Regions from separate parts of the Sus scrofa genome. Here region 2 is linked to region 1. A link is a contact called in public HiChIP or PLAC-seq data. All regions are on one chromosome and are shown on one strand. Each heading gives the region's core, a stretch centred on a gene start, on an enhancer-like site or on the middle of the called end of the contact. The rest is flanking DNA. Distances are from core to core; before and after follow the strand shown. Region 1 holds the start of LOC100622980 (cytochrome b5 reductase 4). Region 2 holds the start of CEP162 (centrosomal protein of 162 kDa).

Region 1 (6,428 bases), core at 1,114-3,613:
AAAAGCTTCTGAACAACAAATGAAGCCATCAATAAAATGAGCAGGCAACCTATGAAATGAGAGAAAATATTCCCAAATCTTACATCTGATAAGTGGTAAATATACAAAATATGTAAGGAACCCCTACAACTAAATAGGAAAACAAAAAACAAAACCATCTCTTTTAAAAAATGGGAAGGGGGGAGTTCCTGTCGTGGCGCAGTGGTTAACGAATCCGACTAGGAACCATGAGGTTGCGGGTTCGGTCCCTGCCCTTGCTCAGTGGTTTAAGGATCCGGTGTTGCCATGAGCTGTGGTGTAGGTTGCAGACCCGGCTCGGATCCTGCGTTGCTGTGGCTCTGGCGTAGGCTGGTGGCTACAGCTCCAATTAGACCCCTAGCCTGGGAACCTCCATATGCTGCGGGAGCGGCCCAAGAAATAGCAAATAGACAAAAAAAAAAAAAAAAAAAAAAAAATGGGTAGGGGAACTGAAGAGATGTTTTTCAAAAAAGATGCACAAATTGGTCAATGGGTACATGAAAATGTGCTCGATATCACTAGTCACCATGGATAAGAAAATCAAAACCATAAAGGGATATCATATCACACTAATAGAGTGGCTATGAACCAAAAGACAAAAGATAAATATGGCCCAGGATGAGGAAAACATGGAGCCCTGTACACTGCTGATGACAAAGTAAACTGCTGCAACCACTATGCAAAACAGTATGGAGGGTCCTCAGAATTTTAAAATTTAATTTAAATTTAAATTTTAAAATTTTAAAATTTATCCAAAGGAAGTTACTCATTTCTCATCTTTTGTGAGATGAGATAGGGATATAAATGTACAAGAAGGAGGGAAGGAAAGTAGGAAGGCCTGTTCTATAATATGTATCTATTAAAATATTGTATCTATTAAAATATTGTATCTATTAAAATAGTATATCATCTATAACAGGCTCCCATCTCCAAGAGCAGTGTGAAATGAAGTTGTGGATATAGTAAGACTTTTCAGCTTTTTCTTAATCCACAGACTCCTTTGACAGTTTAATTTTTTCACATTTCCTCCAGAGATTATCTTCAGGGGTCATCTTCTCTAACTTGAAGATGTTCAGCAATATCCCAACGACCAGAAATATTTTTATAACTATTTATATATTTATTTATTTATTTATTTATTTTTGTCTTTTTAGGGCCACCCTCGCCGCATATGGAGGTTCCCAGGCTAGGGGTAGAATTGAAGCTGCAGCCGTCAGCTTACACCACAGCCACAGCAGCGCCAGATCTGAGCTGTCTGTGAACTTCACCAAAGCTCACAGCAACACTGGATCCTTAACGCACTGACTGAGTGAGGCCAGGGATTGAACCTGAGTCCTCATAGATGCTAGCTAGCCAGATTCATTTCCGCTGAGCCACAATGGGAACTCCCATTTTTATAAATATTAAAAGATGTAGTTGATGATTTTAAAAAATTGGGTTTTAAGAATATTCCCTAAATAAAATTATTACTCTTCCATTTCAAATCCACAACCCCCAGACATTCTAACTTGGCCCTGCACTGGAGAGCCTTATGTCTGAAACCCCATGTGGTCACCTGCAGAGACCAGACAAGGGCAATAACTCTGGAACTGGGTGTGTGTTCCTGTTTCAGCTTTTGTCTTAAAATTATTACTTTGTTAAATTATAAAGAGTGAAAGACCATATTGTGCCTGCTTTTTTTTTATCCTGGACTCCAAGGCTAATTGTGAATTGTTTCAAATGCCCTTTGCTAGGTGAGAGATGTTCATAGTGTCTGCAGCCCTTGATTCCATGAACCAAGCCTAAAGATGTGGAGCAAAAAGATTTCAGGAGCTTCTCAGTCTACAGAAAACTGATTATCTCCAGCCAGTTCCATAGAAGGCCACTTTCAGGCACCAGATTTGGTTGTGCAGAGCTGGGTAACAGGAAGAGACCAGAAAAACTGAGACCAAGAGCTCAATTTGGTACCTGCATCGCAAATAATCTATCCCCAGGAGGCCAAGGGTTCTCAGAGCAGATCACTGTTCTGGCCACAGGCACATGTCAGAAATACGTGGATCCTTCTTCCGGACTCTTCACTCTATCCTGCCCATAAGCAGACACTTCAAAAAGCATTCACCAACGCAGTCCTGCTGCTTAGAAGCCTTTAGCGCATCCATTCCACAACAAACAAAACAAACAAAAACACTGAATGTCTTCTATCATCCACACCAAGCACTGTACAAGGATCTTTGGAGACACAAAGATGAAAAGACAGTGTTTTTCCTTCTGGAACTGATCTCGGGGGCCGCAGGGTGCAGCGGCTTGCAGCGGTATCTTAGTTCCATCCCTCCCTCCGGCGCCTCCCCAGCTCCTCCCCTCTGCTCTCCTGCCTCCTACACCCTCCCGGCCTTGGCTTGGCTGCGATAGGTTCTCCTGGGTCTGGGCTCACGGCTCCTCTGTGGGCCTTGTGTTCCCCACTTCGTAGACCCGCAGGCTTCTGGAGACCGTGGGTTGAAGACCTAGTCGAGAAGGAAGAAGATGCGGTGAGTGAGCCGCGCGTGAAGGGCAGCGCCTCCCAGGGACGCTGTTAATGGGCCAGCGCCTGGTACAGCGGGCCCCCAGGGAGACGTGCCTGGCCTGCCTCTTGCTTAAGATCGCGCCTGCTCTTAGCCGTTCCGCTGACCCTGTCGGTGCTGCTGCGGCGAATGCGGCCTCCAGAGCTCCTGGGACGCAGGGATCTAGCCGGGAGCGAGGCTGCTGAGAGCCCCGGGCTCACATTCCCCGCAGACGCGAGGAGTCCTTGGTCCCCCGGGCTTGCAGTTTTTAGGTGAGTGATAATACCATTCATTTCCTTACACCTCCAGGTGCCAGATGGCCCAGGAATAACGGATGCATCAGGAGAGCTTTCCCAATACAGACAGCCAGTCAGGTGAGTGCCGGGCCTCACCGCAAGTCTCTGCTCCTAAAGCCCCAGGGAAGAGCCTGTTCAGCATCTAGTCCTGAAGTTTTTCTCTCTTGGAAAACCTATCTTTAAGGTTTCTTTGTTTTCCTAGTCCCAGAGGTCCTTTATTCATCAAATTGAAAAATGCAGGAGCTCAAGCTCTCACCTGAAAGAACAGTTAATAAGCACACAATCAGTAAACTCTTAAAGAAGAGCGTTTATATTATGAAGAGGGAGAGTGGGTGGTATTAGTAAAAGAACAGTAACATCTTGTGCCTGCAAAACAATTTCTTTTTAATGCCAAAGGGTTCGAGTGAAATTGACTTCACACCAGGCTTATCCTCTTGCAAACCAGAAGGAGGAAGGGTGTCCACAATTTCAGTTTCCAGCAAATTGAACAAATTGAGCTTGGAATGTAAGAGAAAAATGGAAATGTGCTGAAGATCCTTAAAAGTACTCTGGATCAAAAAAGGGATCAAAAGTTATTTGACCTATCAATGAGGAGCTAGTGTACTGTTCTTAGACACAGGAAGTCAGCTTTTCTGCAAGACTTTTTTGTATCTTTAAAAATCAGTTAACTCTGCAGTTTGCCTGCTTCAGAAAAGCTATATAATGTTTGCAGAATGTGTATTTGTTTACAATAGCACATAGTAGTAAAAAATGCTGATTAATTTCCTACCCTGTGCTAGCACTAGTGAAGGATACAGAAAAAAAAAAAAAAAAAATCACAGCCTCTTGGAAGTGTTGCAATAGTTTCATTTGGTCAGTTTTGCAAATATGCACAGGCCGTGAAGTGCCCTGCCCTGCCAGAGGGAGTGGGGAAGGGTCAGGGAAGTGTGTATCATAGGTGTGATGACCTGGCTAAATCTTGAAGTTAGAGGGATGGTAGTTGGAGGACAAGGGGTGAGGGCAGAAGAAATAGCACAGAAAAAGAGAATGGCATGGTTCCTTCTGGGAGCATCAAGGAAATGGAATTTGAATGTGTGAAGCTGTGGTCATTCTGGCAGGGAAGCCAGAGGCTAGATGTTGTATACCTTGGTACAAGAGTTTTATCCTAAAGTGGTTTTGGGGGTTACTCAAAGGATTTTTATTTTTTTCCATTATAAATTGGTTTACAGTGATTCAAAGGATTTTAACCAGGAGAATAGTGTAATCAGATTTATGCTTCAGAAAAATCTCCAAGGACATGGTATATAGGCTTAGTTAGAACCCCCGAGTGAAAGTGGAAGTTATTGCAATTCAGGCAAGAAATGATAAAGAGCCATTCTAAAACACTGGAAGTCGGGATGGGACTGGATGAATTTGGGGAATACTTAGGTGACAAAATATTTTAGGCTTATAGTGTATTGGATATGGTAGGCAAAGAAGAGGTAGAAAGACAGAATGGCTCCCAAGTTGGTGGTTGATGACCAGGTGAATGCTCTACTCACAGCTTGGAAATTAAGGCTTAAAACAGGTCCCAGGAGCAAGATAATGAGTCAAATATTCCATTTGTCCTATGTCCAGTAGAGAGAGCTGCATACACAGGTCAGCAGATTTCTTAAGTGGAAATATAGACAGACCTGGGAGGCTTTGGTATATAAAGAGTTGAGAAAGTCATGGCATTGGGTCAGGTCATCTGAAAGAGTGAGAGAGGAGAGATGATCCCACTTGATCAAACATTGGGGAAGCCAACATCTAACCTGTATACAGAGAAAGAGAGGTCCATAAAGGTGATTGGAAGGGATCACTCAGCCATCTTTCAGGAAGAATTCAGGAAAATATGAAGTCCCTGGAAGAGAAATGGTCAGTGACAGATTCTGGGGGAGAGAGAATGTGGTAACAATAAACAGTCTTTGGCAGTTCTAGTTACATTAGGAAATCAATTGCTTCCTAAATAAGCAATTCCTTTCTTTTCTGAACTGCTGTAGAAGTATCTTTGTAGTTCTCTTAAGTTTTATTAAGTTCTACCTTGAGTGGTATCATGTATTTCTGATTCTTTTTACTCAATTACCAACTTCTTGAGGGTAGGGACCATGATTTATTCATCTTCGAATTATGCATTATGTTTGGACAGGAGATCACTAAAATATTTATTGAATGACTGAATTACCGATAGTTGCTTATTTAGGCCCCAAATTTATAAACTTAAAAAAAAATTTGGCTAGAAACATTCATAAACTACATTGCTTACTTTTTTGCCTTTTAAAATAGAGTTATTGAACATAATGTAATCTCTTTGTTAGAATCAATTTAACAAATGGGTATGTGGAGCTATTTATTGTACACTAAAATGACTGCTCTGTAGTTGGTGATTCAGCCTTGTCCTTATTTTCCTTGGATGAAAAATAATACAAGATTAGATGGCAAGATTAATATTTGTTGGAAATTTGAAATTTTGAAGTAATCATGCTTATATGCAAATCTGTATAAAACCAGTATCATTCTCAATATCTCAATATGGTGTTTCCAGATTTAGTTAGGAGGAAAGGGAGAGAGATGAGATCAAGGTTGGGGTCAGAGGTAGACTTTTTAAAATGTTGCTTTTTGTACTTTCCTAAACTTGCTTTGACCATATCTGTAACTAAGAGCTGGCTGAATTTCCAAGTAATTGGTAATTACCAATTACTTGGTAATTTCTGCCTTTGTTTAAGGTGCATAATATCTTGTTGTCTTTAGAAAGTTGGCTGTCATTACTATTTTTAAAGTCATAGTAAGATTCATTTTTTTCCCAAAGGAATTTGGAAATTGGAAAATAAACTTTCTTCTGTACTTTATAAGAATAAATATATCCATAATGCTTGAAGAAAGCTAAATATTGATGGTATGCTCATGAAGGATTTAGAGTGAATTTGTTTGATACAATTTACAGCTTTGATAAAGATTTAAAATAATTGACCAGTGACTGATACTTTGTTGAGGAGACTCCATGGAAGCTGTGATAGTAGCATTTAAAATTCTATATCTAAATGCATAAATCAGTTGTTAAATATATGGAGCTTTTGAAATTTGAACATTTCATGAGTATAAGGTTCTGAATGTGGAAAAAAAAATAAAGCATATTATGTTGTCTGTCTTTCAGATGATTTTGGCCAAAATCAAAGTGATATGATTACTTACATCAAGAAGCAGAGACTCTTATGAAAAATTTTCAATTCAAACCACAATTTCTTTTTCTTTCTTTTCTTTTCTTTTTTTTTAGGGTCACACCTGAGGCATATGGAAGTTCCCAGGCTAGGGGTCAAAGTTGGAGCTGCAACTGCTGGCCTACATCACAGCCACAGCAACACCAGATCTGAGCTGCATCTGCAATCTACACCACAGCTCATGGCAACCCCGGATATAACCTGGGTCCTCATGGATAACAGTCAGGTTCATTACTGCTGAGCCACAACAGGTACTCCACAATTTCATTTTATGAAGATTCTCATAGTGGAGAAGAAATTGAGGAGCTGTTATGTGAAAATTAACTTGAATTTTTTTTTTTTTTTTTGGTCTTTATGCCTTTTCTAGGGCTGCTCCCACGGCA
Region 2 (6,428 bases), core at 2,823-5,322, 350 kb after region 1:
GAACAAAAGAAAGCCCAGAAATAAACCCATGCACTTATGGTCAGTTAGTCCACAACAAAGGAAGCAAGAATATACAATGGAGAAAAGACAATCTCTTCAATAAGTGGTGCAAGGAAAACTGGACAGCTATATGTATTAGAATAAAATTGGGGAGTTCCCTGGTGGCTCAGTGGATTAAGGATCTGGCATCGTCATTGCTGTGGCTTAGGTTCGATCCCTGATTCCAGAATTTCCACATGCTGCAGGCGTGGCCAAAAATAAAAATAAAATAAAAAAAAATTAGTCTTTAAAAAAATGAAATTAGAACATTTTTCTCATACCACATACAAAAATAAACTCAAAATGGATTAAAGACCTAAATGTAAGACCTGAAACCATACAACTCCTAGAAGAAAACATAGGCAGAACACTAATGTAAACTGGAGCAATATTTTTTGCATCTATCTCCTAAGATAAAGGAAACAAAAGGAAAAATAAACAAATGAGACCTAATCAAACTTAAAAGCTTTTGCCCAGTGAAGGTAACTATCAACAAAATGAAAAGATAATCTATGGAAACGGGAGAAAATATTTGCAAATTACCTGACCGACAAAGGATTAATACCCAAATACAGAAACAGGTGATACAACCCAGTATCAACCTCCCCCTCAAAAACCCAAACTGATTAAAAAATGGAAAGACCTGAAAAGACATTTTTCCAAAGAAAAATGGCCATGAAGAGATGCTCAATACTGCTAATCATCAGGGAAATGCAAATCAAAACCTCAGAGATATCACCTCACTTCTGTCAACATAGCTATAAGTAACAAATGCTAGCGAGGATTTGGAGAAAAGGGAACACTTGTACACTTATAGTGGGAATGTAAACTGATGGAGCAGTAATGAAAAACAGTATGGAGGTTCCTCAAAAAACTAACAAACAAACAAAAACCAACTAAAAACAGAACTATTACATGATCCATCAATTCCACTTCTGGGAAACATCCTAAGAAAACAAAAACACTAATTTGAAAAGATACATACACCCCAATGTTCAAAGCAGCATTATTTACAACAGTTAAGGTATAGAAGCCACCCAAAGGTCCATCAACAGATGAATGGATAAAGAAGATAGGGCACACTCACACATAAACACACACATGATGAAATATTACCTAACCATAAAAAGAATGAAACTTTGCCATTTGCAACATGGATGGACCTGGAGGGTATTGCGCTTAGTGAAATTAAGTCAGATAGAGAATGACTAACATTAATATAACAGGTATGTGGAATCCAAAAAATAAAACGAATGAATATAACAAAGCAGAAAAAGGCTACAAGGATATATTGTACAGCACAGGGAATATAGCCAGCATTTTATTATAACTTTAAATGGAGTATAATCTATAAAAATGTAGAATCACTATGATGTACACCTGAAACTAATATTACACTGTATATCGACAACAATTAAAAAGTACAACTGTCATGTCACAGACGTTCGTTCTTATAATGGGCCGTAGATAATAGAGCTTAACAAGTAAAATAATGAATGGTTCTAAGAGCTACACGGAGATTTAAGTACATGTTATACTAAGAAGGGACTTGATGGTTACTTTTTTACTGGATCAGCAGGAAAAAAAACCTCTCAGGTAGTAATTTTTTTTTTTTTTTTATTTTAAATGGCTGAACATGAGGCATATGGAAGTTCCCTGGGGCCAGGAATTGAATGTGAGCTGCAGCTAAGACCTATGCTGTAGTTGTGGTAATGCTGGACCCTTTTTAACCTACTGTGCTGGGACAGGGATTGAACCTGCACCTCTCCAGTGACCCCAGCTGCTGCAGCCAGGTTCTTAGTCCACTGTGCCTCAGCGGGAACTCCACGGATAGTAATTTTTAAGAAGAGAACAGGTAGAACAAAGCTCTTAATATGAAATGAGCTTTGCATATCTGCAGGAGAAAAAAATGCCACTACTTCATGCATAAGGCGGAAGAGTGGTATAAAATTAGGGAGGTGGACATGAGCAAAATCACCGGGGGCTTTGTAAACCACAGTAAGGAATTTGGATTCTATTCTTTATGTGATCGGAGGCCAACAGAGTGTTCTACATTGAAGAGGAACAGAGTCTGATTTTGCGACAGACCATGCTCACTGCAGTGTGGCAAAAGAATGCTGGGACTATGCTTGGGAACTGCTGCAGGAGCCTACGTTACATGATGGTGCCCTAGACTAGGAGGGTGGCAGTGAGCAGGGAGAGAACTAGAGGGATGATAAATACATTCTGGAGAGAGATGACAGAGCTTGGTGATAGACTGATTGTGTCTTAGAGGTGAAAGCACTGAAGAACAAGTTTCTTATGACAAATCCGAAAAACAACTTTAAAAAATTTACACTTACCTCTTTCATGAACTGTTCAAACTCTTCATCTAGCTCTTCTTTGGAAGAGTGGGCCATTATCAATAATTTTCACTTCCCAAAGTAAACATTCCAAAGTATGTACAATGTTGGAAACACTAAATGGCAAGAGATCATAAATATCCTTTAAGAAAATCCATATCACATCATAAAAACAGCCAGACTTGAACTTCAGACATTTCTCTAGCATATATACACAGATATTGATTAAGAAGCTGTACAGTGATTTCCAGTTCATTAATAAAACGACGTGGAAAATCAGCTTTCACAGTTTGCCTTGTACTTAGGATTCAAACCTACATTTTCATTCTTAACAACCAATTGTTAGAATAGCCTCCAAAACATTAAATCTTTGCACATTAGTGTGTCTGTTAAAAAGTGTAAATTAACAAGTCCCAAAGACCTGCTTCTCTTTTGCAAAGCCCAGGACAGAGTTTGTGCTGCCTTACCATTCAGCTAGCTATCAATTCATACTAAAAGTTGTAAAACAGACTGTTTGCTTATATGGGGACGTTTCCAGATACATATTTCTGGATTGACTTATTAAGATTTCGAATCTACCTAGAGTTCCGCTGTGGCACAGGGAGGTAAAGATCCAGTTTTGTCTCTGCAGCGGGTAAGGGTAAGGGTGGCTGCTGAGGAGTGGGTTCCATTACCCACCCACCGCGCCCCTCCCCCACTTACCCCTCCCGCCCCCACCTTACCCCTCCCGCCCCCAGCACAGTGAGTTAAGGATCCGAAGTTGCCCCAGCTGCAGCTGAGATTCCATTCCTGGCAGGGAACTTACATATGCCGCAGGTGCGGCCCCCCCCCCCAAAAAAAGGTAGATTGACTCCACATAAAACAAAGCTAAAGGAGTATTCAAATTAAAACAAGTTATGTTATTTTGAGGAAGGGAAAGTCAATTAAACTATGAAACGGTGACTTGCAACGCTAACTCCCCCGTCTCCCTAAAGACTCAAACTTCGGATCTGCGCCAGCTTCTGGGTTGTAACTCCTAGAGGCAGCTAAAATTCGGCTTCCTTTGGCAGAGGCGGTCTACGTAGACCTGGACAATACTTTGCCCAACCTGCACAATAACAGCCCCTCCCTCTAATTTGCATTTCTGTTCAGTTCAGAGTGGAGCTGGTTAAGGTCTTGGCCCCAGATTCTGGGTTAAAGGCGGATCCCACCCAAAGGGGCCCCGGCCCCGGCCCCGGGAAGCGCGGGTTCCAGAGTCAGCGGGAAGACAAAGACGCACCTGCAAGGGAGCCAGGGCGGAGAAGGGGAGTGACCCGAAACTAAAACCCTGAGAAGCAGGTCTGAGCACAGTCTTGGCCCTACTCAGCCGAGCTGGAAGGTAGCATTCACGCCTCACCTACCTTCGCCTCTGAATTCCGCGCTTTTCCGGAGGTCGACCGGGGCCCAGCAGTTGCCGGGGTAACAGACTTCAGCCGCCAGGTTTCAGGGTCACATGACCCAAACGTGTCACGTGGCTTGCGGCGCCAACTGAGAGCTGTTAGTGTGTTTTCCTCTGGGCCAGCGCAGGTTGGAGTGGCCGTGGCTCGGCCGAATAATCTGGCGGGTTAGGAGTCGTCGCTGCTGCAGCGCTAGAGACTCCTGGGCCCTCTCTGCGCTCCTTGGTTAGTGGATGCACGACGGGGTCACGAGAGCCGGAACAGGCGTGATGAGTGTGGCTGACCCACCCGTAGCTTCCTGGGAAATGTAGTTTAACTCCCTTGGTCCTTGTAGTTCCGCATTTCTCATCACTTCTCTTCCCCTCTTCCTAATCTTCCCCTCTCCTGTAGTTTCAGCTTTCTGCTCTCCAAGCGAAAGCCTAGAAAAAATTTAACTTATTGAGTGATTTCCTTTGCGTGCAAAGCTCTGTGTGGGCGTTGGGACACTCTAAGCTTTGCGGAAGAACTCTGTTGTCAGCCTAGGGACTCTGTTCCACCATCTAGTGGACAAGACTTGGAAAATACACAGAAACACCTTAAGCCCACAAACCCCCAAGCCCTAACCCATATTGGAGCATTTCTGTCGTTTCCCACTACCCCTCCAACCCCCACCTCCACCTCCATTCTATAGTGGCCTCTTACAATTACTTTCTTGAATTTTTTATTTTTGCTATTTCTTCCTCTGAAAAAATAAAAATAAAAACACAACATCCGTTAGAGTTTGACAGGACCCCATTTAGGATATTTAAAGTAAAATGGATAGCAGCTGAAAGTATTGACTAAAAAAAATATGTACACCTGAAAGTTGAGAGTTTCGTTTTATTTGGTGGACAAAACTGAGGACTTAATCCCAGGAGGCAGCATCTCAAGTAACCCTGGGAAAACTGCTCCAAGTGTTGGGGAAACTCAGCCACTGTCCATTGGTGCCTAATAAAAGCAGGGGGAGACAGAGATTGGGGTGAAGGAGGACAAAAAAAAAAGCTTTTATTGCTTTGCCAGGCAAAGGAGGCCATAGCAGGCTAATGCCTTAAAGATTGTGCCCTCCCTTGAAGAACAGTTGCGGCCGTTTAATAGTCTAAACAGAGAGAAACAAAATTTCAGGGAAGAATCAGGGTTGGGCAAAGATGCATTCTTGTTTCTTTGAGGGAATCGTCAAAGCTAGTGTCAGGAGAGCTCAGAATGATCCTGGTGGTGGTCTTCTAGGTTATAGCATCTTGATTTTCTCTAGAATAGCAATGCTCATGAAAAGGGTTATACTGATGAGCAACTAGAACAAACTAGAGAAGTTCCTGAAAAACATCAGATGCTAGAATCTTAGCTCAGAGGTGACTGTATTCAGGGTGCCTAATCAAGTGAGGGAGAAGCACAAGGAAAGGGCTCCAAACTTCAGTTTTAAGCTGTTCATTACCTAAAGGAGCATGAGGAATATAAACTTTTCTTTCAGGTGTACAAGATGCCTACATCTTAGGTGTGTTCTTTGAGGGGGAACCAGGACCCTGCCCCAAGTTTGCAGTATAGTTGCTTGAGAGTTCCTCCATTGTCTTTTCATCCCCTCCCTTCCCTGATTAGCAACTGTTTGAACTTCTTGGGACTCAGGGAAGGGCCTGGAGGCTGAATGAGACCCATTTCCTAAAAATAAGAAATAGAGGACACAGAAAGGCTTTTGTGCCCAGGAGCCCCACAGGGCCATGCTTGGTTTCACAAGGAGGTGAGGTGAGGAGCTGGGATTTATAAGAGTTTTGCAATAAAGGGCAGATAGTAGGAACAAAAGATTACTGCTAATAACAGAAAACAGCTATCTTAAGGAATTTAGCATTTTTCTATGTATGCGAAGATGTAAGTTCTGGGTTCACTGAAATCATTCCTTTGATATGCACCACAGCTATCTTGGGCCAATATCCTGTGTTTTCACAGCCTGAGTTTCCTCAGGGCTCACCCTTGGGAGTGGCTGCAGTCTGATGGCTGCTAGATGGCAGGTATTCTTTGTTTCTTTCCTGAGTTCCCTCAGGGCTCCCCAGCTCACCCTTGGAGGTAGCTGCACTCGACAAGACCTTGACGTCTTTTTGTTTACTGATATGGCAGGCAATATTTTATTTCTCAAAAGCATTGCTGCTGGCAGACATAGTTAAGGACCTCATCATGTCCAGCCTGAACCTTTCATTCAGCAAGTGTTTATAGAGATACAATTGTGTACACGTCAGGAGCTGTACCCTGTGATGAAGATTTGAATAATAATAGAGATTTTTAAAGCTAGTATTTACTGAGCATTGAAGTTGATAGGAACTGCACATGCATTTCATTTAATCCTTACAATCTACAAGGCAATTCAGTTCAATTTATATTTTTGTTTCTAATATGTGCTAAGTGGATTAAGATAATCCCTGCCCTGAAAGAGTCTTTGGTCTAATGTAGCAGACAAGTGATTGGACAGTTGCGATTTTGTATGACCACAGCTCTTGTAGGAGAAGTAGAGTATTGTAAAACACCTCAATCCCCGGGAAGATGGAAAAAGCTTCCTAGAGGAGATGAAGGGTAAACTGAAACCTGAAATGTTACGGCAGCTACCCAGCAGACCTGCGCTGCAGCGTATCAG

What was found. HiChIP or PLAC-seq counts read pairs in DNA pulled down with a chosen protein or histone mark.
Region 2: an H3K27ac HiChIP or PLAC-seq map of alveolar macrophages shows a contact between it and region 1, with 4 times the contacts expected there. The contact joins the promoter of CEP162 here to the promoter of LOC100622980 in region 1. A contact is called at or near these places in 2 of 2 datasets of contacts at active chromatin or transcription factors (alveolar macrophages and skeletal muscle).

Annotation. Positions count from the first base shown.
Region 1 is chr1:53,089,643-53,096,070 of Sscrofa11.1, forward strand. LOC100622980 (cytochrome b5 reductase 4) reads left to right here and starts at 2,364. Exons shown (of 17, transcript XM_021089548.1): 1 at 2,364-2,522; 2 at 2,844-2,908.
Region 2 is chr1:53,438,387-53,444,814 of Sscrofa11.1, forward strand. CEP162 (centrosomal protein of 162 kDa) reads right to left here and starts at 4,073. Exons shown (of 28, transcript XM_013992659.2): 1 at 3,761-4,073; 2 at 2,382-2,497. The coding sequence starts at 2,438.